7 separate regions of the Mus musculus genome follow, and regions 2, 3, 4, 5, 6 and 7 are each linked to region 1. Evidence: chromatin contacts called from public promoter capture Hi-C data. All regions are on one chromosome and are shown on one strand. Each heading gives the region's core, a stretch centred on a gene start, on an enhancer-like site or on the middle of the called end of the contact. The rest is flanking DNA. Distances are from core to core; before and after follow the strand shown. Region 1 holds the start of Mrpl9 (mitochondrial ribosomal protein L9). Region 2 holds the start of S100a11 (S100 calcium binding protein A11). Region 3 holds the start of S100a10 (S100 calcium binding protein A10 (calpactin)). Region 4 holds the start of Tmod4 (tropomodulin 4). Region 5 holds the start of Psmd4 (proteasome (prosome, macropain) 26S subunit, non-ATPase, 4). Region 6 holds the start of 4930481B07Rik (a long non-coding RNA gene). Region 7 holds the start of B230398E01Rik (a long non-coding RNA gene).

What was found. Promoter capture Hi-C pulls out the DNA fragments that hold promoters and counts their contacts. Capture Hi-C pulls out chosen DNA fragments and counts their contacts.
Region 2: a contact with region 1 is called in a promoter capture Hi-C map of embryonic stem cells, with 4 times the contacts expected there. The contact joins the promoter of S100a11 here to the promoter of Mrpl9 in region 1. A contact is called at or near these places in 5 of 39 promoter capture datasets (the 3T3-L1 cell line, 3T3-L1-derived adipocytes, cranial neural crest and 2 more) and 1 of 9 other capture datasets (pancreatic islet).
Region 3: a contact with region 1 is called in a promoter capture Hi-C map of pre-B cells. The contact joins the promoter of S100a10 here to the promoter of Mrpl9 in region 1. A contact is called at or near these places in 3 of 39 promoter capture datasets (the C10 cell line, cranial neural crest and pre-B cells) and 3 of 115 datasets of contacts at active chromatin or transcription factors (embryonic stem cells, memory CD8 T cells and neural tube).
Region 4: a contact with region 1 is called in a promoter capture Hi-C map of adipose tissue. The contact joins the promoter of Tmod4 here to the promoter of Mrpl9 in region 1. A contact is called at or near these places in 1 of 39 promoter capture datasets (pre-B cells), 1 of 115 datasets of contacts at active chromatin or transcription factors (embryonic limb bud) and 1 of 9 other capture datasets (adipose tissue).
Region 5: a promoter capture Hi-C map of pre-B cells shows a contact between it and region 1, with 2.1 times the contacts expected there. The contact joins the promoter of Psmd4 here to the promoter of Mrpl9 in region 1. A contact is called at or near these places in 3 of 39 promoter capture datasets (cranial neural crest, hippocampal neurons and pre-B cells).
Region 6: a contact with region 1 is called in a promoter capture Hi-C map of neural stem cells. The contact joins the promoter of 4930481B07Rik here to the promoter of Mrpl9 in region 1. A contact is called at or near these places in 11 of 39 promoter capture datasets (the 3T3-L1 cell line, 3T3-L1-derived adipocytes, cranial neural crest and 8 more), 4 of 484 Hi-C or Micro-C datasets (the G1E-ER4 cell line, the N1E-115 cell line and cortical neurons), 7 of 115 datasets of contacts at active chromatin or transcription factors (effector CD8 T cells, embryonic forebrain, embryonic stem cells and 4 more) and 2 of 9 other capture datasets (liver and pancreatic islet).
Region 7: a promoter capture Hi-C map of liver shows a contact between it and region 1, with 2.8 times the contacts expected there. The contact joins the promoter of B230398E01Rik here to the promoter of Mrpl9 in region 1. A contact is called at or near these places in 9 of 39 promoter capture datasets (cranial neural crest, embryonic stem cells, frontonasal cranial neural crest and 5 more), 11 of 484 Hi-C or Micro-C datasets (the G1E-ER4 cell line, the N1E-115 cell line, cortical neurons and 3 more), 2 of 115 datasets of contacts at active chromatin or transcription factors (embryonic limb bud and neural tube) and 2 of 9 other capture datasets (liver and pancreatic islet).

What each region holds. Positions count from the first base shown.
Region 1 is chr3:94,441,879-94,444,947 of GRCm38.p6, reverse strand. Mrpl9 (mitochondrial ribosomal protein L9) reads right to left here and starts at 1,612. Exons shown (of 7, transcript NM_030116.2): 1 at 1,454-1,612; 2 at 1,133-1,289; 3 at 237-361; 4 at 1-47. The coding sequence starts at 1,597.
Region 2 is chr3:93,518,971-93,522,039 of GRCm38.p6, reverse strand. It overlaps S100a11 (S100 calcium binding protein A11), which reads right to left and starts at 1,544. Exons shown (of 3, transcript NM_016740.3): 1 at 1,487-1,544.
Region 3 is chr3:93,553,561-93,556,629 of GRCm38.p6, reverse strand. It overlaps S100a10 (S100 calcium binding protein A10 (calpactin)), which reads right to left and starts at 1,513. Exons shown (of 3, transcript NM_009112.2): 1 at 1,419-1,513.
Region 4 is chr3:95,123,064-95,126,132 of GRCm38.p6, reverse strand. Tmod4 (tropomodulin 4) reads right to left here and starts at 1,619. Exons shown (of 10, transcript NM_016712.4): 1 at 1,555-1,619; 2 at 456-618; 3 at 157-313. The coding sequence starts at 578.
Region 5 is chr3:95,040,974-95,044,042 of GRCm38.p6, reverse strand. It overlaps Psmd4 (proteasome (prosome, macropain) 26S subunit, non-ATPase, 4), which reads left to right and starts at 1,429. Exons shown (of 10, transcript NM_008951.2): 1 at 1,429-1,535. The coding sequence starts at 1,510.
Region 6 is chr3:95,014,014-95,017,082 of GRCm38.p6, reverse strand. 4930481B07Rik (a long non-coding RNA gene) reads right to left here and starts at 1,554. Exons shown (of 2, transcript XR_003954670.1): 1 at 806-1,554; 2 at 1-442. It overlaps Zfp687 (zinc finger protein 687), which reads left to right and starts at 1,626. Exons shown (of 9, transcript NM_001357863.1): 1 at 1,626-1,763.
Region 7 is chr3:94,987,016-94,990,084 of GRCm38.p6, reverse strand. It overlaps B230398E01Rik (a long non-coding RNA gene), which reads left to right and starts at 1,628. Exons shown (of 4, transcript XR_003954666.1): 1 at 1,628-3,069. All of the region lies in intron 2 of Pi4kb (phosphatidylinositol 4-kinase beta), which reads right to left.

The DNA.
Region 1 (3,069 bases), core at 363-2,862:
TCTCCTGCCTTTGTCTGGATCTTCTCCAGTTTTCCTTCGCGTCTCAGCTGAAAGAGATGAAACTGAGTAGAAGCAATGCGCCACACTGAGTAATTACAGCCCAGCTGTGCTGGGAACTGGTGGGCTTCTGGGTTCTAGCTGTTACTTCATCTTTGAATTAAACAACAAAAGGAAGGACTTCCTAGCAGGTACCTTAAAGTTTTATTTTTCCAAACCCCTTGGTCCTTTGAGCTCACCGATTTCTCCTCTTCAAACAGCTTCCTATTTTCAGGAGAAGCATACACTGCCAGTCCCTGAGAAAGGAGCTTGTTACGACCCACAGATTTCTTCACTGAGACCAGATCACCCCGGACTCCAATTTCTGTCAATGAGAACGGGAATGGCAGATGAAATCTCTGCAGGCTATGGAAAAGATGATCATGGGATCAGCCACAGGTAAAGGCTGTGCCTTAGTGTACTCAGGCCTTGGGGTACATCTCCAGCATCACCAAAAGGGAGGGGCATAGAAAAGAGACAGCCCTTACTTTCTCACAGTTTTTATTCTTCCTTACAAACACCACCACCACCACCACCGTCAATTTACTAGGGCAGGTTATAAGGTCCAGTCGTTAAAGTGCCAGCTGCATAGAGGATCTGAGTTTGGATATTGTCCATAACCTTAGCACTGAGGGGAGGTAATACCTACATCCCTGGGGGCTCAACTCATGCCCTGTATCAAATAAGGTGGACCTTTGGCGCCCCCCTTCTTTCTCTTTCTCTCTCTCTCTCTCTCTCTCTCTCTCTCTCTCTCTCTCACACACACACACACACACACACACACACACACACACACACACCATGCATTTATTAGGAACTACACTTGTCACACGTCTAGCTTAAAAACTGGTGCAGACTGAGCTGTTCAATCAAAGAATGTCACTGTTTGTGCTGCGAACTGTTAGGCTTCTCTTTACACAGTTAACAATATTGCACACACGTTTTAATTTTCCGTGACTTTTTTTTTCTCACCAGAACCACAAAGTAGTAAAAACAAAGCAACAAAAGAGAGGCAGGAAGCGGTTAACGTCAAACAAGAGCAGGGGACAGAGGACAGGGACAGGGGAAGGGGTCAGTACCTGGGCCCAAGCCTTACCGTCCACAGACTGCGTGAGGATGAGCTCCAAGTTGTCTTTGGGCCGGTGTTTCGTGTCCTCCACCAACTTATACACGCGGTGACGCCGGTGCAGGTGCGGCTTTCGGCCCTCCCCGGCGAGCGGCACCTTCCACCAGCGCTCCACGATGACCGTGCTCTGGTGGTCAGGGAGGCTGGGGTGAGCGAGTGTCCGCAGAGAACAACCCGCCACCCCGCCGGCGTCCCCAGGAAAGTCTGCCCCCCAGCCCCGCAGTCTGAGTCTGGCACGAACGACACTCCTGTCCCCCACCGTGTAGGACCCAAGCCCCAGCCGGCCCTCACCTGATAATGAGAGAGACTGAAGTCACGCCCCGGGGTACTCCCTTCAATTCGCGGCCGGAATAGCTCCCGGATGCCTCCTTGACGCAGCCAAGCAGCACCTGCCCACCACAGAGTCCTAACCCCGGGAGCCACAGAGGCCGCCATGACAGCGGAGCGGACAGGCGGAAGAAGGACCCCGCGCATGCGCAGCTGCGCCTCTGGGCTGCCCGCGGCGCGCCTGAGTGGTATAGATATAGGCTGCGCTGAGACCTGGGCATGGGGAGTGGGAGAGTTGCCGCAACCCCGCCTTGCACGCCGACGATAGGACAGCGGAGAGAACTGCTTTTTTTTTTTTTTGTCACCACTTTCCACAGAGCTTTGCGTGGACCGACAGTGGAAAACGTACTTTTTTTTTTTTTTTTTTTTTTTTTTGGCTTCACTTTTAAAAAAAGAGGCGGAGGGGGCTTGGCGCACCCTGTAATCTTCCTGCAGGACAAGTTCAAGCTAATCTGGTTTACATCTCAAGCTCTAGGCCAGCCAGGGCTACATAGCGAGACCAATAATAATAATTAACTGGTGAGGAGGAGGATTTTTATCCATAAAAACCAATGATAACAATATAAGTGGTTTGGTTTAGTTCTAGGTACTGGGATCACTTCTAATTTTGACATGCTATAATTTCTGAACACTAAAATATGGATGTCACTCTCAATTTTCCCTTGAATCTTTCTAAAAGTAGTCGAAGGATGGGATCCTCTAAAAACTCTGCAACTTTCCATGATATTGTTACTATTGTATTTAAGCTAATATTTAAAGAGTTGCAGGAGACAAACTGTAGAGAAAAAGAAACTACTGTTAGGCACAAGCAGGTCCTTCTGTGGAGTCTTTGTGCTTAATAGATGGTTATAAAATGAGGGTCTATAAAGGAGTGTGGAAAGATGTGCTACACTCCATTTTATGTGCACTTACATAGACTGACCTACACGCATTTCCTTGGTATTCAGGACAAGTCTTCAACAGTCTTTTAATTGTTTGCACCCAGCACTCAGTATGTGGAATTTCATTCTTTTTAGTATCCAGTGTCTTGATGCTCTCAGTTCACCTTATGGCTAACCGCTATTTATATGCCAGTGATGTCCAAATTCTTATCCTAGGCTCCCACAAACTTCACATTGGAATACCCAACTTCTTATTCATCATCATCTTATATGTCTAACAGACATTTAAAACGTAATGTATGCCCCATTCTTTATAAACTGCCCTACCTGCAGGTGTTCCTGTTACAGCTGATGAGAATTCCATTTTGTTGTTTTGTTTTCCTCCATTCTTTGAAACATCTTATTATTTTAAAATTTTTACACGTTTGTATATTTGAGATTATATAATTTTACCCTTTTTCTCCTTCTAACCCCTCTCCTCCTCTCTCAGATTCATGGACTCTTTCCCCTTGTTATTTATATTTGTGTTTATACATTCTTAAATATATAAATATAATCTGCTCAGTCTGTACATTCTTACTTGTACGTATGTATGTTTTCAGGGCTGATCATTTCGTATTGGGTAACCAACTGGTGTGCTCTTCCCTGGGGAAGATTATTTCTCCTGTTCTCAGCATTCTTTTCTTGCCTGTAGCTCTT
Region 2 (3,069 bases), core at 295-2,794, 920 kb after region 1:
GGAGGTTCCAGGCCTATAGATGCTCCTTTCTTCTTTCCCTTAGAACAGAGGGCTCAGATGGGAAGGTTTTGCCCATGTGGAGCAGCGGCTGAAAGAGAGGGCACGGCCCACACCATCGCCCTTTTGCATGATGGGAACAGTGACAGCAAGGAAAACCCCACTGTGAAAGGACGCAGTGAGATCCTTTTAAAACGCAACCTAAACACCCAACGTTCCAGGGAAGCTTCCCCTTGACAGAAATATGTGAAAAAGAGGGAACCACACCAACTATCTCTTTCTCAACCAGCACCAAAGCTCTTCCTTCAAGTGTTCAGGGTCTCATCTATCTCCTTTCACCTCATAACCTGTTGGTGCTGGGCCCTAGGTACCCTGTGTGATGAAAAGGGGAAGAAGGAAACAATAAGTAGGAAGTGATGAAAGACTGACACACCAAAGCAGGGGTCCGCAAGCTTTCTGTTGCTGTTATTTGCAATAAAGGGACAGCTGTGGATATTTTTTAGCTCTTTATGCTCCATAAGATCTTATCACTCTTGCCATAGTCAGGCAGCAAGGGTGAGGATACATAAAGCAAAAGGGTGTGGCGGTGCCTGTAAACTCTATACATTTGATTTTCATGCCATTCTCATGCATTACAAGGGATTCTTTTCCTTTTGAATGTCTTCCAACCATTTAAAAACATAAAAATCTATAATTAGTTTGGGACTAGGGCAAAAACGCACTTGGGCCTCTCTCCAACATTTGCTGATCCTCTTTGAAGAGTCAAAGGAAGGGGTAGATTTTGGAGGGGATGTGAATTACTGGAAACATTTTTTAAAGAAACGAGGGGAACTGAAGTAGCAGGTAGGAGACAGGCAGGTGATGTAGGGAGTGGCTAAAAAGATGGCTGGGAGTGGAGTAAGGGGGAGAGGAAAAGAGCGAGCTGGGAGGGACTGGCCTCCTCCCACATTCCTGTCTGTGGTTCCAATGGCTGCAACAGGCTCCGGTTTCTCATCTGTATGTCTTGGCTGTTTGCCTGCGGTTTCCCCGCAGCTGAGTCCCCCAGAATTCAGGAAGGCTACGTTCTGAACCGCTTTCTTTCTAGTCTTCATGAACGCCTAGCGACGCTGCCCCAAGTTCTCACTGAGTCTGCAGCTCTCTGGCGGCCGCCACTGGTTGGGTTCAGGGGCTCACGGCCCCAGGGAGTCTAGCGGCCGCACCCAGCCCGGGCTCAGGCCAGTTAGGCAGCCGCACCCAGCCTAGAACTTATTTTGCCCGGGAGAACAAAAGACCGCCGTTTCTCCCCACAGGCTGTTATTAGGGTGTAATTTTAGGGCTTCCTCGTGCCCTCCACTCTTCTCTAATTGCCTCCCACAGTTTCATCTTCCCGATCCATTTTCTGCCACGTCCACACGTTAGTCCAAGATACACCCAGCCAAGAGCATGCGTAGCTCTTTGTTGTTTTCATTAAAAAGAAAAAAATCTAAAAAGTTCAAAAACTTATGCTTACCAAGTTGAGGAGCGAGGTCCGGCTGCGACTGTGGCTGACGGTGGCTGGGACAGGAGTGGCGGTCGGGGTCCGGGTCCCGCCCCTCAGCCTGACTCAGGCTGTGCCCGCCCCGGCCCCCGCCCCTCCGCAGGCCTCGGCCTGTCCCCATGTCGGTGCTCTAGACTCAGCTCACTGGTTGTAGTCCCTGTGACTCAACAGGTCTCTGTTCCTCTCTCCCTGGAATCTCAAAGATTTTTGGCTTTAGGGGAAGTCATGCCCCTAGCTCTTTTTCTATGCACGTGTCCATTTGCAGTTCAGGTCAGATAAGCAGAAAGAATGTGAGTCGTGCTCATCAAGTAGGTCCCTAGGAGCTGGGGCTGTCCTGCTACACTGAAGAAATTTAATAAACAGTTGTGATTTTTTAAATTTTTCTGACACGTGGTATTCCTGAGTAGCTAAAGCTGACTTTGATTCTCTATGTAGCACAGGCTAGCCTCAAACTTAGGACCCTCCTACCCCCGCATCCCAAGTGCTGGATTATAGGTGTGCACCATCTGGCCTACCTAAGGGCAGTGATTATTGCCAACAGAATATTGGTGATTATTGTCTAGAGATAATTTTCACCCTGCTTTCAAGTTTTAAAATGACAGTTAAGAAAACTCTTGCAGCTAAACATCTCCCTGTGCAAGTGCGGCATTTTCCTGTCTGTGTTTCAATAAAGTTGGGAATTGTATGACAAACTTCCAGCTTCTAATCCTTGGTCCACAACATCACTGCAGCACTTTTGGCAAGTACTGGCCCCTCTGAGCTTCCATTTTCCCATCTATAAACAAGCCATGCTGCCTTCACCACTTAGTAAAGGCACGTAGAATGTCTATCACATAGAGTGATGCCCTTAAGGAGACACCCCCCGCCCCAAAAAAAAGAACAACTTGCAGAGTAGATGTGAATAGGGCATTGTGTGAATGCTTCCTGGTTTCTGCTCCCCCAATTTCACCAGTCACAGTTCCTGTCTCTTGTTTAGGAACCCTTGAAGTCAGACATGGTGGCCCTTGCCTATAATCTCAGCATGTGCAAGGCTGAAGAGGGAAGACTACTGCAAGTTCAAGGCCAGCCTGTGGCCTACCTAGTGAATTCCAGAACGGCTTGGGTTACAGAGTAGGATTTTGTCTCATAAGAAAATTAGAATCCAAACCAAAACAAACACTCTTGTGTTTCCAACAATAATTCAAAAAATAATTAGATCCACCCTCTTTCCATTTCTGCCGATGATGTGACCATTTTCCCATTTTCCTTATTTGAAAACATTAGCACCATGTTTTTAAAAAAATTACTTTCTTACACGATTTTCTAAAATCATGGCCCTTGGAATTTCAGCTTACTGTGTGCTTGGACCCACCTGTCCTTCTTCCACACCTGCACTGATAGAGTTTACATCCCCACTCCCTTTTTCCATTGATTTTGCAACTGGGCCCTTGCCCTCCAATAAAAACATATTTAATCAATAAAAACACATTTTCCCAATGTGCAATTTTGATTGATTAACTGCTTACTTTAGAACAAAACACACAATAAAAGAAACAAAGTAACTTACTAATACTTTT
Region 3 (3,069 bases), core at 264-2,763, 890 kb after region 1:
ACCAAAAACAAACAAACAAACAAACAAACAAACAAACAACACTACTCTTAGACTGTCAGTGACAGTGCATAGGCAATGGGAGGAGGACTAAGGTAAATGAAATTTCAGGGAGTTATATGAACTCCTCCTTCCTGCTCCAACGTCGGGCATTATCGTTTGCAATTTGCTGAAACACACCGAAGGCAAGCTCTCTGACAGAGAGTTTCTACCTAATTTGAAGTATAACATGCAAAAATCCACTCCTGGAAGCTGAAACTGAAGCTTGGGGAATGGGGGGGGCGGGGGGGAGAGAGACAGACTTGGAATGGTTCTGCCAGTCTAATTACTGCCCTTCCAGGCAGCTCAGACAAGAAACCCCTCCTGCAGGTTGGTGGCCAGTTAGTTGTGACTCATTTCCTCTTGGAAAATGCCCTGGAAGATGGCACAGTTCCTCTTTTCCTTCAGGGAGCGATCTGTTCAAACCATCCACAGAGAATCAGCAACCAGCTAGGCCACACCCAAGGTCTCACAGCTGAGTCACAGGCCACAGATCACTAGGAGAATCCAGGAACCCTTTGTGCTAGCCCCACCCTGCAGAATGTGTCTGGCTTTCCTGGGGTGGGGGGTGGGGGTAGGAAAATGAGGGAGGTGGGTCCTGTGGATTTCAGAATGTGGATCCGGGCTCTGCTGGTCTGTCACATTTCTGTTTTGCTTGCCACCCACTCAGCAATTTCTCCAGAGTCCTCCCAGGCAGGGCTAGGAAAGAGGTCAGTCATTCCTGTTGCCAAGCTCAGGCCGTGAAGCAGGTACGTCCCTCTCACTGCACCACATGAAAATTAATCCCAGACTGAAGATTCTTCACCAAGCCTGCTCTCTCGTTCCATCTCTCTCTGGTTCCCTTTATTTAATCCGAGTAGCTAGAGGAACACTTGGTAGAGAGACAGAAAGTCCTACTTTAAAGATCCTTCCGAAGCAACCTGGAATTTGCACTGAGGCTAAGGCAACAAGCAGAGCAGGGTCCTTCAGAAAGGGAATCCTCCAGCTGCCAAGCCTCCAGTCCTCCCTGGCCAAAGCGGCTCAAACAGCCTGAGCTCTGCCTGTAGCCTGAAGCTTCATGGAACTGCCAACTAGGACAGAGCGCAAGCAGGTTCTGCTAAACTCCAGTTAACTCTAAGACTAGTTGCAAAGTAGAAAAGATGAGAATGAAGAACCACATGCCGAAAAGGAGAACAGAACAGCGGCTCCAACGCCAGGATGGGGTAGCTCCAGACAAGACTGGCCTCCGCCCCAGCGAGTCTGGGGGCATCCGAAGCAGTGTGCGAGCTGGAGGGGTGGCCCCACCCAGGCTCGCGGGGCGCGGCTCCTCGCGAAGCCTGGCTGGAGGCCGAAGCAAGCGGGTGTGGGGTTCCCAGAGGGCAGATATTAGGTGCGGGACTCACCTGGGCCCCGAAGCGCAGCAGTCCTTGGAAGAGCTGGGCACACCACGATGAGGCTAGTGCCGAAGACCGCGCGTCTTTGTACGCGAGGCGGGTACAGAGGGCGGAGGCGCCCCGGAGCGGGAGGAGCCTGGAGGGCAGGCATCTGCCCTCCCCACCCATCCCTCCCTTCCTGCCCCCCACCCCGCCCCACCAGCGCTCTCTCTCTCTCTCTCTCTCTCTCTCTCTCTCTCTCTCTCTCTCTCTCTCTCTCTCTCTCTCTCTCCTTCTCTCTCCAAAACACAAGGCAACACACACGCACACACACACCCTTCCCACTCTGCCAACAGACTAACTTTGCCCGTCCCCAGGGACAGCCCTATTGTAAACGTCCCTGCGGAAGAATGCTCTTAGTATTTCAGGGCATTCTCATCCAGGGCCGTGCCCTTCCTCTCAGGTTTGATTTTAGAAAGTGGGTGAGTGTAGAAATAAGAATCCAGCCGTCTCGGGAGGCACAATGGCCAGAACCAGAGCCAAGAGCCTCTGCGAGAACCTGCAGGGTTAGGAATAATTTCCTAGATAAGCAGGAGGAACGCTTCTACACCTAGCTTGCTCTAGGACCTGGTCTTGGGGTCGCCTGTGTTGAGTGCAGAAGCAAGGCCCCTGGGCTTCAGCCTAGCCTTGCCACCACTGAGTGGTGAGGATCAGGGCGTGTCCTAGTGCTTGTCAGCTTCAGGAGCTTCTTTGTTACAGGGTTCACCTTTCCTGGTACAGTTTGTGATTTTGCTTGGTCGATAGTTTCAGCTGTGGCCAATATTACTAAGATCTGTTTCGGAGCCCCCTTCTTGACTCTACTTGGCTCTAAAAAGCTCTTTGGAAGAAACTTCTGGAAGATATTTAGAGACGACTGAAGTGTATCCTAACTGACAACCACACCCTTCCCTGATACTTAACATTATTTGTGGTTTGGGATTAAATGCAGTTATTGGTGACACAGCCCAGTCCCTAGCACTGGGGTTTCCCCTGTTCCCAGGGGAAGTCCTAGAAAGGATGAGAGATTCCAAAGGGATAAACAGAATTAGGGAATTCTCTATGCGCCACCACGTGACAGTCTCGGCAGAGGTCAGGAAAATCCAACTTGGATCAGCTCTGTTTTCTCCAGGGTCTCTGAAACCTCAGTTCTGGCTCTTCAAAAGCAGTTTTTCCTTCCAAATCTTCCCACAGGCCTCCCCAGGTCGTCGCAGCTGTGGAGGAAATCTCAGGGAAAATGTGATCGAATTTAGAATACTCCTACTCACTGGTTTTCTGGGGCATGAGCCTTAGAATGTTTAGTTTGTGCTAGAGCCTGTTGATTCAGAGATGGGGAATCAGTTTCTTCTTTCAAAGAGCGCCGAGGTTTCTGAAGATATTGTAAACAATTCCCTATGGTTGATGAGCAGTACAAGAATGTTGGACAGGGGCTTCTAAGGCCCCATAGTGGGGCAACAGTCTGATTCACAGAGGAAGCAACATTTGATAAGAACTCAACAATTAATCATTGTGATTCTTTAATCTGAAAATCTATTATAACCTTTTGGGCAGGTATAGAGGTATAGAGGTGTCGGAGTGCTTTTTAAAAAGTTATTGTGTGTCTGTGCATGTGCCTCCATGTACATGTGTGCCAGAGCACATACGT
Region 4 (3,069 bases), core at 370-2,869, 680 kb before region 1:
TCAAAAATCAAAAAACTGAAGAGAACAAATTAGCATGTAGTCATCAAGACTGAGTCTCTGACAGATCGCTACTGGAGACAGGGAGAATAGCTAGCAGGGAGGCACAAGAGACAGCCATTTGGCTCCTGGGAGGCATAGATGTTAGGGTGCCCATACCCTTCTTCTCGCCAGTGTAGGGCACCAAGTCATCACGCTCTTTGACTTCTAGCGCCTGTTGCTCCAGGTACTGCAATAGGGCATCTCTGTCCAGTGGCCCTGTTGGACTCTTCTTTGTCTGGTCACGTTGTCTCAGGCCAGCTGGCAAGAGCATGTTCTTAGGGATGAATTTTGGGGAACAAATTAAGCACTCTCCAGACAGATATTCCCTGGTCCTTTTGGGATTTCATGTCTTGTTCTCAGCTACCTAGAATCACTCCTTCCCACATACAAAGGGATGCCCTGGCCTGTGCTCCTACCTCAGGATCCATTTCTTGTAGCTCACAGTCCAGCTGTTCTAGCTCTTCAGGGCTCAGGGTCCTTAGGATCTCATCTTCGTCGATGTCTCTGTATTTCTCCAGTTCCTTCTGATAGGATGACATGGTGGCCCCTACCCCTTCCCCACGGTGTGACACTCACAGCCTGGGGGACATGAGAAAAGTTGTTGGATGTGGACACTGAGGGCACAAGAAGTCCAGCCATAGTTAGGACACTGACCTTAGAGACTAGAGTCTGCCAGGGATGGGAAAATCAGATAGTTCACTGTTAGTTTCCCTCCTAGTCCCTGCACTTTCTAGCCATTCTAGATGGGGATTCTAGTCTCCAGGCTGGGTCTATCCACCCACCGTGCGATGGAGAAATCCTGGTAGCACCCTCCCCTACAACCTTACCCGGCAACGTCTCTTGCCCTGACACAGCTGCTGGAGGCCCTGCCAGCACAGCTGGCTCCACGCCCAGTTCCTATTGAAAGGTGGGAGGGGGAGGCAGAGAGCTCCAGGAAAATTCCTCCTTTCTTCCCCATTACCCAGGCCTGTTGGAAACTGGTAAGCAAGGAGGCTTGACTGGGTTAGAGTGGTTGCCTCTAATGACACCCTCACTCCCTCCTTCATTGTCAAGGACCAAGACCTCACTTTCTGTGTTTGCTAAAAGTCTAAATCAGAAGGGAAAGTAAGGCTTAGAAGCTGGGGCACTTCCAGATTGGGGGAAGGGCAGTGTGGCCTCAGAAGGCATTCGGTTCCCATAATCTGTCACCAGAAAGGTGACACTGGAACCCTGGGTAAAAGAAGAAGAAGAAGAAAAAAAAGTCTTCTAAATGAGGAGGTGGGATGATAAACTTGCACCACCTTTCAGTGGGAAAAACAGTCAAGCTCTAAATACATACCACACTCAACATGGAAGGTGATACTGAGCGTGAGGCACTGACAAGGCAGCTACAGAGTCAAGACAGAAACATCGGCGGCAGGACACAGCAGAGACATGCCAACTCTCTTCCCCTAGGCCCACTCTGCCATCTCCCACCAGGCTCTCACCCGTAAGACCCCTTGTTCCCACCTACCAGTCCCAATGGTCACCTCTCACCTCCCCTTGTCAGTTGGTCCGTCTGTTCTACTGGGACACTGTCCGGTCAGCAGGAGGAGTCTGGTGCCGGGGGAGAGCGTGGGGGAACAGTGAGCTCAGCATTTTATTATTTTAGCTCTGGCCAGGTGGGGAGTGGTGGGAGATCACATATACACAGACCCCATACCTTGCCCAGCCCTGAGAGCCTCTAGTGGCCAGTATCAGCCATGACATGTCCTCTTTCCCTGCAAGCAGAGTCCTCCAGTGGAGAATCAGATGACTCCTACGGTAGGGTACCAGTTCTGCTCAAAGCACTGAATAGAAGATGATGTATCAATGTAACAGCCATTGTGCCTCACACCTGAATTCCCTTGACAGGGGACACTAAGATAGGACTGCTACAAGACGGAGAGCAGCATGAACTTCATGGTGAGCTCAAAGCCTTGTAGTAATTTTTTTTTCCTTTTTAACTTTTTTAAAAGGGAGAGGGGGCACATGCCTTTAATCGTAGCACTTGGGAGGCAGAGACAGGCAGATTTCTGAGTTCAAGGTCCAACCTGGTCTACAGAACAAGTTCCAGGACAGCCAGGGCTAGAGAAACCATGTCCTGAAAAAACGAGAGAGAGAGAGGTCTCAGGTGGTTAAGACTGCTGCACAATTGTGAGGTCCCCGCACCTACATAACAGCATAACAGGGTGGCAGACACAGGAACATTGGGGGCTTGCTGGCTCCTGATAGCCTAGAGAACAGGAGCCCAGGTTCAGAAAGAGAGCCTGTCTCAAAGGATAGGTGGAATTACAGATGACCCTGCCTGGCCTCTGCATAGGTGCACCACCCGACACGTGGTTGTATACATAGACACATACAGAGACACACACACTCAGTGTAAGGATTTTGTTCTGGTATTTAAGAGACTATGTACTGGCTGGTTTTATGTGTCAATTTGACACAGGCTGGAGTTATCATGGAGAAAGGAGCTTCAGTTGAAGAAATGCCTCCATGAGATCCAGCTGTAAGGCATTTTCTCAATTAGTGAACAAGGGGGAAAGGCCCCTTGTGGGTGGGACCATCTCTGGGCTGGTAGTCTTGGGTTCTGTAAGAGAGCAAACTGAGCAAGCCAGTAACATCCCTCCATGGCCTCTGCATCAGCTCCTGCTCCCTGACCTGCTTGACTTCCTTTGGTGATTAACAGCAATGTGGAAAGTATAAGCTGAATAAACCTTTTCCTCCTCAACTTGCTTATTGGTCATGATGTTTGTGCAGGAATAGGAACCCTGACTAAGACAGACTAAGAGAGTTAAATATGGATAACCCAGGTAAGTGTAATAAAAATGATAGACATGAGTGCAGGCATCTTTATGACACCCACTACTTAGTAAATACATGCTACTTAAAAGGACAGAGCAGGAACAGTGATTTACCCCTCTAGGCCCAGCGCTTGGAAGGTTGACATGGGAGGCTTGCTTGAGCCCAGGAGTCTGAAATTAGTCTGGATAAATTAGCAAGAACTTGTGGTTTATTTATTTATTTATTTGT
Region 5 (3,069 bases), core at 180-2,679, 600 kb before region 1:
TGTGTGTATGTGTAGGTGTGTGTAGGTGTGTGTGTGTGTGTGTGTGTGTGTGTGTGTGTGTGTGTGTTTACTTGAATAACCACAGAGGCCGGAAGGAGTCATCAAGTCCCCTGGGGCTGGAATTGTAAGCAGCTGTTAGCCACCCCATATGGATGGTGGGAACAGAATGCTACTCCTCTACTAAAACAGGATGGACTCTTAACTATGAGACATCTTTTAAGCCCTTCTCCCTTTTTATTTTTGAGAATTCTCTCACTAAATTTCCAAGATGACCATGAATTTGTAATCATTCCATTATATAGGTGGGATCGCAGGCAAGTGCCAACAGGTCTTCTTTTCTTTGACCCCCAGAAAAGGTCTTATTGTGTATAACCCTGGCTGCCCTGGAACTCATTATATAGATCAGGCTGGTCTAAAACCCACAGATGCCTGCCTCTGCTTCCCAAGGGTTGGTGTTAAAGGTTAATTAACAAACCAAAATAACTTGCTGGCTATCCTTCGTTCCTTGGGTGATTACATGGTGTTTACTGCGGGCTGGGGAAATGACTCAGTGCTTATGAGAGAGCGCTTACTGCTCTTCCTAGAGGACCAGAGTTCGGTTCCCAGAACTCAAGACAGGCAGCTCACAGCTGCCTGGAACTCCAGTTCCGGATTTGATATTCTCTTCCAGCCTCTGCAGGGCCTGAATACACACACAAACGCTTAAAAATTTTTTTTGGTTTGTTTTTTTTTTTTTAATTGGTCAAAACTTTTCTGGATTCCTTCATCCTGTCAGACTCAATACTGGAGTTAGGAATTGCATAGATTTTTTTTTTTTTTTTTTTTGGTAGGCAGTAGATAGGTAAATCGAATTTGAGGATACAAGTGTTTGTAGCAGTTGCATAAACACAGTGCAATGGGAAACAGGAAGTTAAAATGTGGTTAACGATGCTGACACACTTTTTAAGTGATTATGCTTGGACTGACATATCCACAGTAGTGTATGCACTCATGAGTGTCTGTTATGTGTTCGAGGCAGTGTCACTACGTAGTAGCTATGTTGCCCACGTTGGCCTGGAAATTGCAGTTCAGATCTTAGCATGAGTGTGCCCCTTGTAAACAGCACTGGGAGGTGAAGCAATAGAGTTTATTAGCCTGAGCTCCACAGCGAATTGCTGTCATCCTTTTTCAAACCGTAACAACAAAAACAAATCAAAAACCCAAATATACAAAAGAAAGAGAGCAGAAGAGGGGGTAAATTACAGCTCTCCTGCCTCACACTGGAGTGTTGCTGCCAGGCGAGTGCAGAGAGCTTACAGCTGTTCCGGAAGCTGCTGCGAAGGTAGCCAACTCTATTGGATAACCAACCTTTCCATTTCTGTGGCGCCTACAAGTCCCAGAACACACCGCGGGGCGCGGAGGCGGGGCAGCATGAAGACTGAGTTCTTTGATTGGTGATGAGCACCAGGCCAATCGGAGGTGCTGTTGTTTGTCAGTCCCGGAGCCGGTCCGCAGAGGGAAGGAGGCAAGATGGTGTTGGAGAGCACTATGGTTTGGTGAGGAGCTTCGGACGTGGCTGGGGGGCGCGTCTGGGTTGTTGGTGCGCGTGGCGCCGAAACCCGAGGGCCTGGGCTGGGGACTGGGTCGCCGGGCGAGATGTGGCTTCGGGGCCCGCGGGACTCTGGCAGACGACTCCCTGAGTCATCCCGGCCCAGGAACGCAGGCCCGGGAACTCCTGTTCCCTTCCCTGAATTTCAGGTCTCCCATAAAGCAGAGGCCAACTGCCCCCTCCACTCGCCTCCAAGTTTTTCTTTTCTCTGTACTTTATCGCATGTAAACCTCACAACCGCATTCTTGGAAAATAGTCCTTGTCTCATAATGAGTCGGAAGGACTTTAGGGGATCCGCTGTAGTCACACAGCAAATTAAGAGGCCGTGATAAGCAGGATGAACTAGGTTTTATCAGGTTTATACTTGGGATGAGTACCTATTAAGAGTTAGATTAGAAACTGAGGACAAGAAAATAAATAGAAAGCTGAGAACATATTTTTTTTCAGGGCTACAAGAGGACTTTGTTTTGTGTTTTCTGGGAATTGAATCCAGAGCATTGTGAACGCTGGGAACGTGCTCTACCAATGAGCCTCATCACACACCTGGATTGCATTTATTATTTGTCATCATTATTGTTTTAGATGGAGCTTTGACACTGTAGCTCAGACTGGCTTTGAAGTCGCTATTTGAGAAGATGCACAGGTTGGCCTTGAACTTGGAATGAGTATGTAGGATTAAAAACTTGAGTCACTAGGCCCATGTTTTCATTTGGAGATTGGCTAGCACTGCCACCTAAATGCAGGATGGCTTAAGCTTGGTTTCCTGCACTTGGAGGATGAGACAGGGAGTTTTCATGATCAGGACTACCTAGCAAGGTTCTGTCTCAAAATAAGACTACCAGAATGCCCAGTTAAATTTGAATTTCAAGCAAATCATGAGTGATTTTTTAGTATGAAAGGGAATTTTAAGTCCAACCCAAATATTGCTCTTACAAGTTACTTGTTGGGGCCGGGCAGTAGTGGCACACACCTTTAATCCCAGCACTTGGGCAGCAGAGGCAGGTGGATCTCTTAGGGGTTGAGGCCAGCCTGGTCTATAGAGCAAGTTCTAGGACATGCAGAGAAGCCCTGTCTCAAAAGGTGGTAAAATAAAACAAAAACAACAACAAAATAGTTACTTGTTGAGGGTGGTGAGATGGTTGGGTGGGTAAGAGCACAGAGTTTGGTTCCAAGCACCCATGTTGTTTGCTGCTGCCTTCTTTTTTTTTTTTTTTTTTTTTGGTTTTTCGAGACAGGGTTTCTCTGTGTAGCCCTGGCTGTCCTGGAGCTCACTTTGTAGACCAGGCTGGCCTCGAACTCAGAAATCCGCCTGCCTCTGCCTCCCGAGCGCTGGGATTAAAGGTGTGCGCCACCACGCCCCTCGCTGCTGCCTTCTTGACAGGACCAGAAGATCAGTGCCTTTGATCTCTGTAGGTGCCCGCACACACACCTAAAAACAATAAATATAAATCTCGAAAGTTACTCATTATTCATCTGAAATT
Region 6 (3,069 bases), core at 305-2,804, 570 kb before region 1:
CAGGTGGATATTATAGTTACCATTTTATTCATGAGACAATAGGTTTAGGGAGGTAGAACGATTTGTCTGATGTCATCATGTGGAATGTAGTGGTTCCAAGATTCCTCCCATACATAAGCCTGAATTTTTTGGATCCACTGCTATGGGAGTCCAAGGGGAGGTAACAGAGCCTTCTTTTAAAAGCTTTACCCAAACCTGGGCCTGATGGCGCAACAGTGTAGCCCTAGTTACTAGGCAGGCAGGACAACTTAGTGGAAACCCTGTCCCAAAAAGTGATAGGGTATAGAGTAGCTTCAGTGTTACGAGTGCACCTGCCAAGCGTGTGCGACTCCCAACGTCCAATAATCAGTATCGCCAAAACAAAACAAAAACACTCGCCAAGCTGCTATGTCGGTGGGCTGCTTGCTTGGACTGGGTGAAGCACTAGGTTCCACTCCGAACACTGCAAAAAGTGAAAATAAAACAGAAATTTAAAAACCCTTGTCATTTGAAACGGCTGCGGTCGCGGTGGGCGGCGGCGGCGCGGGGCCAGGGTAGAGAGCGCGCCAGGTGGCACACTGGGCCTGCAGATGGATCCAGCAAAAACCTGAGCCAGCGCAGGTGGGTGAGTGTCAAGGCAATTCGTCTCCCTGGCGACTCCGCCCCTTTTCCCACCTCCAAGGGGCGGGGCAGCAAAGCGCGGGAAAGCTCAACGGGAACAGTAATGCCAGCTCCCGTCAGGGGCGGAGAAAAGGGAGCTCTCTTAAATGGGAAATAGATCTGGGCTCCCTCCTTCTCTCGCGTAAGAAGCCTATCAGCATACTACCTTAAGCTCTCCTTGGTTGTGGCCCAGGCCACGCCAGCACTTCCCAACGTCACCTCCCCCACTTCCGGTCGCAGCGTGTCCCAGGTCTCAGGTCTCGGTGGTTCCGGTTTCTTTTACACTCGGAATCCCAAAGTCTGTCCAGCTCTCCCGCAGAGGGAGGGGCCGTGCGTGGTGCGTACGCCCAGAGGCAGGCGGACGCCAGAACCGCATCCATCCGGATTATAAAGCAGTTTAGACTGCGAGGAACCCCAGGCAATGGTCACCCCGATGACGTAATGTTTGGGGGTGGCACCTCATTTTGTGACCCCCAGCACCGCATCCGTTCGAGCGCGGCTTAGCCTGAGGAAACGGCACGAACACTTAAAACACCCAGGTTCCACACGGAGCCGACGAGGTTCCCCTAGACGCGCCGCCATACAGCTAGAGTTCCTAAGTTTGTAGATGTGAGGCACAGTGTCCAGCTTCGAGCGACCAATGGAGAGAGGATGGCTACGCTTCTGAGCTAGCTAGTCACCCCTCGCAACCCAAAGCGAAGACTAAGGCTGGCTTCTTGCTAAGCGACAGCGGCGGCGGCCAATGGCTTTCGGGCTGCTCAGACAGGGCAGGTGGACTCCGGAGCAGCCAATGGGGAGAACCTTCTCCACAGGGCCCAGGCCCTTTGTCCAATAGTGATGAGAAGACTATGAGGGGCCAGTTCCGAGCGGGGTATGGAGGGCCAATCCCATACGGGACTGGGTGGGGCTCACAGTTGAATGACAGGTCCATTAGCCAATGGCGAGTATGAAAGCGGGCAGCCCGGACTAGGAGCACGGAGGGAGCTGAGGGAGAGGGGAGGCCGAAGCGGAGAGAAGCAGGAAGTAGCGGCGGCCGCGGGGAGGGCGGCGGCGGCGGTAGCGGCGGTGGCGGCTGGAACCGGGAGGAGGCCGTAGGGTCTCAGCCCGCACCAGGATCGGAACAAGTAAGCACGCTCGCGGCAAATACCCGCCCCTGGCTCCGCCCCCCGGGGGGGCGGGTAAATACCCCTGCCCCTCCCCCACTTGGTCAACTACCCCCTTCTCCGTGCCGCCGCCCCCTGGGGCGGCTGCTGGCCTGGCCGGGTCGCCGCCTTCTTCTTCGAGGACCACCGGTGGGAACTCCAGTTTGCTGGAAGCACGGCCCCCTAGCCTGGTAACGTGGGAGGGGGTTCCTGGACCCCTAAGTCCTGGCGCTCTTAGACTGAGAGGCAGTCAGAGTGCGGCCGGGGGACTCGAGGCTGCGGGATGTCGCGACCTAAAATGGTGTCCGTGCCGGGCGGTGGGGGCGGGGGAATTGGGCCCAGCAGGAGAGGAGCCTGCATCCCGACCGGGTGCTGGTCAGCGTCCGGACCCAGGCAGGACTCAGGCTAGCGCCTCGATCCTGGCGAGCTCCTTGCAGTCACTCGGGTCTGGGGAGAGCCTCTGGGGGTCAGAGACAGGGCAAGCTGCCCGGCGCGCAGAGATGAAGGGGACCAGGTTCGAGTCTGGACTGACCTGGCTGCAGAGCTTAGAATCACGCAGGGACCGCCCCCTCTTGTGTCTCCACTCCCCTCGCGCCACTCCCCACTGCCGGGGAGTCCTGGCCCCCAATGTGCAGCGCCGCAGATCCTAAGGGCCTGGCCTCACCGAGGCCCTCCCTTGAGTTCTTAGCCGGTGAAAGTGAAAGAAGCACCACTCGCCTCAGTTTACCCTTTAGTTTTTAAATGTACTTCTTGTCCCCTACCCGAAACCCCGGACTTACTTTCCGCGCCAGTCCCTGGCAGATGGCAGGGACTTAAATGCCGCCCGCTGCCCAGCTTGGCCGCAACCTAATCGCCCCTGGCCGTGCTCTGGCCCCTTCCTTTTGCTCTGCGCTGTAGGCCTTGGGCAAAGGGCAATGGAGCCCCCACCCTACCGGTGTCTGTTCACCCTTTTCTTGTTAAGCCCCCTTTGCTTTTGAAGAACAGAGGGGGAAAGTAGGTAGGGAGATGGCAGCTCCACAGGCCTGGCGGCTGAGTGGAGGATCTTCATTGGCCTTAAGCCTCTGTGTTTGGCCCACTGTCTGCTCCAGGTGGCTATCGGATGACCTCCAAGTCACTTGCACGCCAGAGGGAGGTGGTTGGGAGAGGTAGGTTCGCAGGTGTTTTCTTAGTCCCCATTGGTTTGTACTCCACCGACCCACCCTGCTGGGAGCTTGAGTGGGAAGGTAGCCCAGGCTTCCCGACCCGGGAGAGCTGAATTGAAGAGGGACCTAGCGATTCATCTGGGTTA
Region 7 (3,069 bases), core at 379-2,878, 550 kb before region 1:
AACTAGAAAACAGAGTGGGTAGACAAGGAATAAAAGTTAAATTTATATATATATATATCATCCAAACTCCCAGAGGGTCCAGCATTTCCTCTCACGTCTTTGCCCAGGAACAAGGTCCAAGACCCTGTAACAGGACTGGAGGGTCATGGGTTAGTCCAGAGAGAATAAGGAGAGAGAACAGGGATTAAGGGATATCCTGGGCAGTGAACTGGGGAATGGGAAGAACTCAAACCTGAAAGAAAGGAAGTTAAAAAAGGAAAACCAGTTGTGGGAAGGTAAAACTTTCCCTCAGGCCAATTCCTGTTTGTTTTTGGAGTTGGCTCAGCCAGCACAGGGTCTAACATTTAGAAAACTGAATAAATATTTGATGGGCTGATGGCAGAAGCCATAAGGAAAGGGTTCTTGGTGGGAGAAATGGGATACTGGAGGTTTCTGCCAAGCAGTCCTTGGCTCTAATCCAGGAGTAAATTCTACCTCTCCCAGCTGTTTGCTCCAGAGACCGAGGGGCTAGGACTAAGCAGCACAACATTCCAGCTGCCGTCTGTGAGCAAAGGATCAGCTGAGCCTGTCAGGGCACTAAAGCTCAGAGGGAATGCCGCCAGGTCTGAAAGCCTGGCAGGGAGATACGAATCTCTGGGAGTCAAAGGGGTCTTCATTGGTCTTAGAAGACATGGGACGGAGAGGAAATGCGGCCACGTGTGGAGCCTGCCACCCAGTCCCAGCCTGGCCCCACTTACGGAACTGAATGAATTATCAATACTCTCGGTGCTGGAGGAGAGCTCCTGGGAAAGGGCCAGAGGGCAAGGGGAAGAAAGGGTGGGGTTGGGGGGAGGGAAAGAGACAAAGGCAAAGAATTTAGCTCCAACTTGGTTCATAACTGCTTCTCTTGTGCAGCTATATCTGCTTTAGTGAAAGACAGTCAGCCTGAAACTGCCAGTTGCCCAGAGTCTAGACATCTGTGGGATGTTGGAAGGCCAGCTCAGACCTTGAGATCAAAAGCTGAAGGCCAAGGCACCTTCTGTTTTCTGTTTTATCTCCTGTTCTTACCTGAACAAATCTTCCTTTTAGATCAAAATCCTAGAGGCTCACTTCTTTCATACCACTCACTCACATGCCTTCAACCAACCCTGTCCTCAAGGGGACAACCAAAAACTGCAAGACCCTTGTGGTACAAAGTCGATGTTCTTGTAGCTTCTTGGTAATCTCAGGAAGAGCTAAACTCCTCTCAGTCAGCCCTGCGATCACCCTAGGAAGCCTAATCCCAACCTTGAACCTGTGTGACAAAGGGCATCCCAAACCCATGAACCTGAAAGCTGTGGGCTGGATGCTCAAAAAATGCAGTCTTATCTCTTCCAAACCTTCTTAGGCTTACTATCAGGCTACTGCACATGACACTAAATATATTGTATTTTTTGATGTATGTTGGACAATTAGATCCTAACTAAATCCACCTGAGAAAGCTAATTAGAAGGGCGGTGGCAATCTTGATTCCAGCCCAAAGTTTAGATCCCAATAATCTAAATATCACCTCAGCTGAGGGCAGTAACACATGCTTGTAACCTCAGTACTTACAAGGCTGAGGCAGGCGGATCAAGAGCTCAAGGCTAGCCCAGGCTACATACTGAGTCTTTCTTAGAAAACAAATAAAAAATTACAAAATAAACAACATCCCTCCCCTGTGCTAGCTGGTATCTGGGAACAAAGTGAGGGACAGCTCCTTCAGTAATCGTGGAATAGCACTCATGGACTGGGCCATCCATCCTGGATTCTATACACTATATCCTACCTGGGCAGGCAGCAGGAACAGGAGCAAGAGAGGGGGGTCTGGACTAAAGGAAAGTCTTGAGAATTCCTAGAGCAAGAAGGCAGTGGCCATTGCACTCTGTTCTATAGCTAGCATTTCAAGCCTCTGCTTAATTCAATTCTATGACTGAAGTTCTTGATAGAGGCACTACATTTGGGTTTTCCTCAAGAATTTAGGCAGAAGATCATTTGCAGGGTGTAGTCACACTTGGAAACACCCTGCTAAGGCTACAACTCTTCTACTTTGGGTAGAAGTGGGAAGGAAAGAGGCAGTGAAGATGTCAGAATCTGTTATAATCTGCTGGTCCAACTTCTATACTTATGCTAGTTGCAGAAGAAAAAAGGCAGAAAATTGGCCTAGCTGATCCTCTCCCAGACAGGCCCCAGTGGGCTCATTAATGTCCATGGCAGACAGTAGGGTCTCATGATCTGTTCTCCTCCTACTCCCTGGGCCTGAGTCACTTGTACTGAGTCAGCTTCAGGGAGTGAAGCTGAAGCCAGGAGCTGACATCACACCCTTATCAGGCTGGAAAGGCTTCCAGTGTGACATGCAGCAGATGCCTCTGTACAAAGGTTACAGTCCTGAAAAGACAAAGCTAATCTCTTTGAAGTGTCATTATGTAGGGGAGGGTGTGATTAAGGGTTGGTTCCTAAATCACTCTCTGATTCTTGTGCCACCTTGCCAACTCTATGGCAAAATATTTATCATTTGGCTACAAATAGGAAGGAAAATTGAGGCTAAGAACTGCTTTTTTGGGGGGGGTGTATGTGAGTCTGTAGGGAACATAAAGGAATCCTCATAAGAACATGGAAACTTCTGTGAGATCTGGCCAATGAAGAAGAGTTTTGTATGGAGACTCCAGGAAGAAAGTAGCCCTGGGCCTCTTCTCTCCCGGAGCCCCCATTTCACTCTTCTGGAGCTCCTCCATAGTGGGAGGAACACGGGATTAACCAGAACCCGCAAGGACAACCAAGACTGGGAGCCAGTGTCAGGGCACACCCAGGAATTCTCCTATACAATGTCTTGCCTGGGCTTTAGAAAAATGTGTAGTTCATTTTAGTAAGGCACGTGCATACTTAATGCTTCCGTAAACTTTTTAATCAAGATATACACTAACTAGATCCTTATATTGGAGCTAGAGCTTTGTTAAACTTTATCAGTTCCTAGTCCAAGAACAGTATTTTATCCTCCATCCTTTTGCACACTGTACAGGGAAACAGCTAGTTGTTTAGTGAATGTTTCATATAATGGAGGAAGAAAGGGAA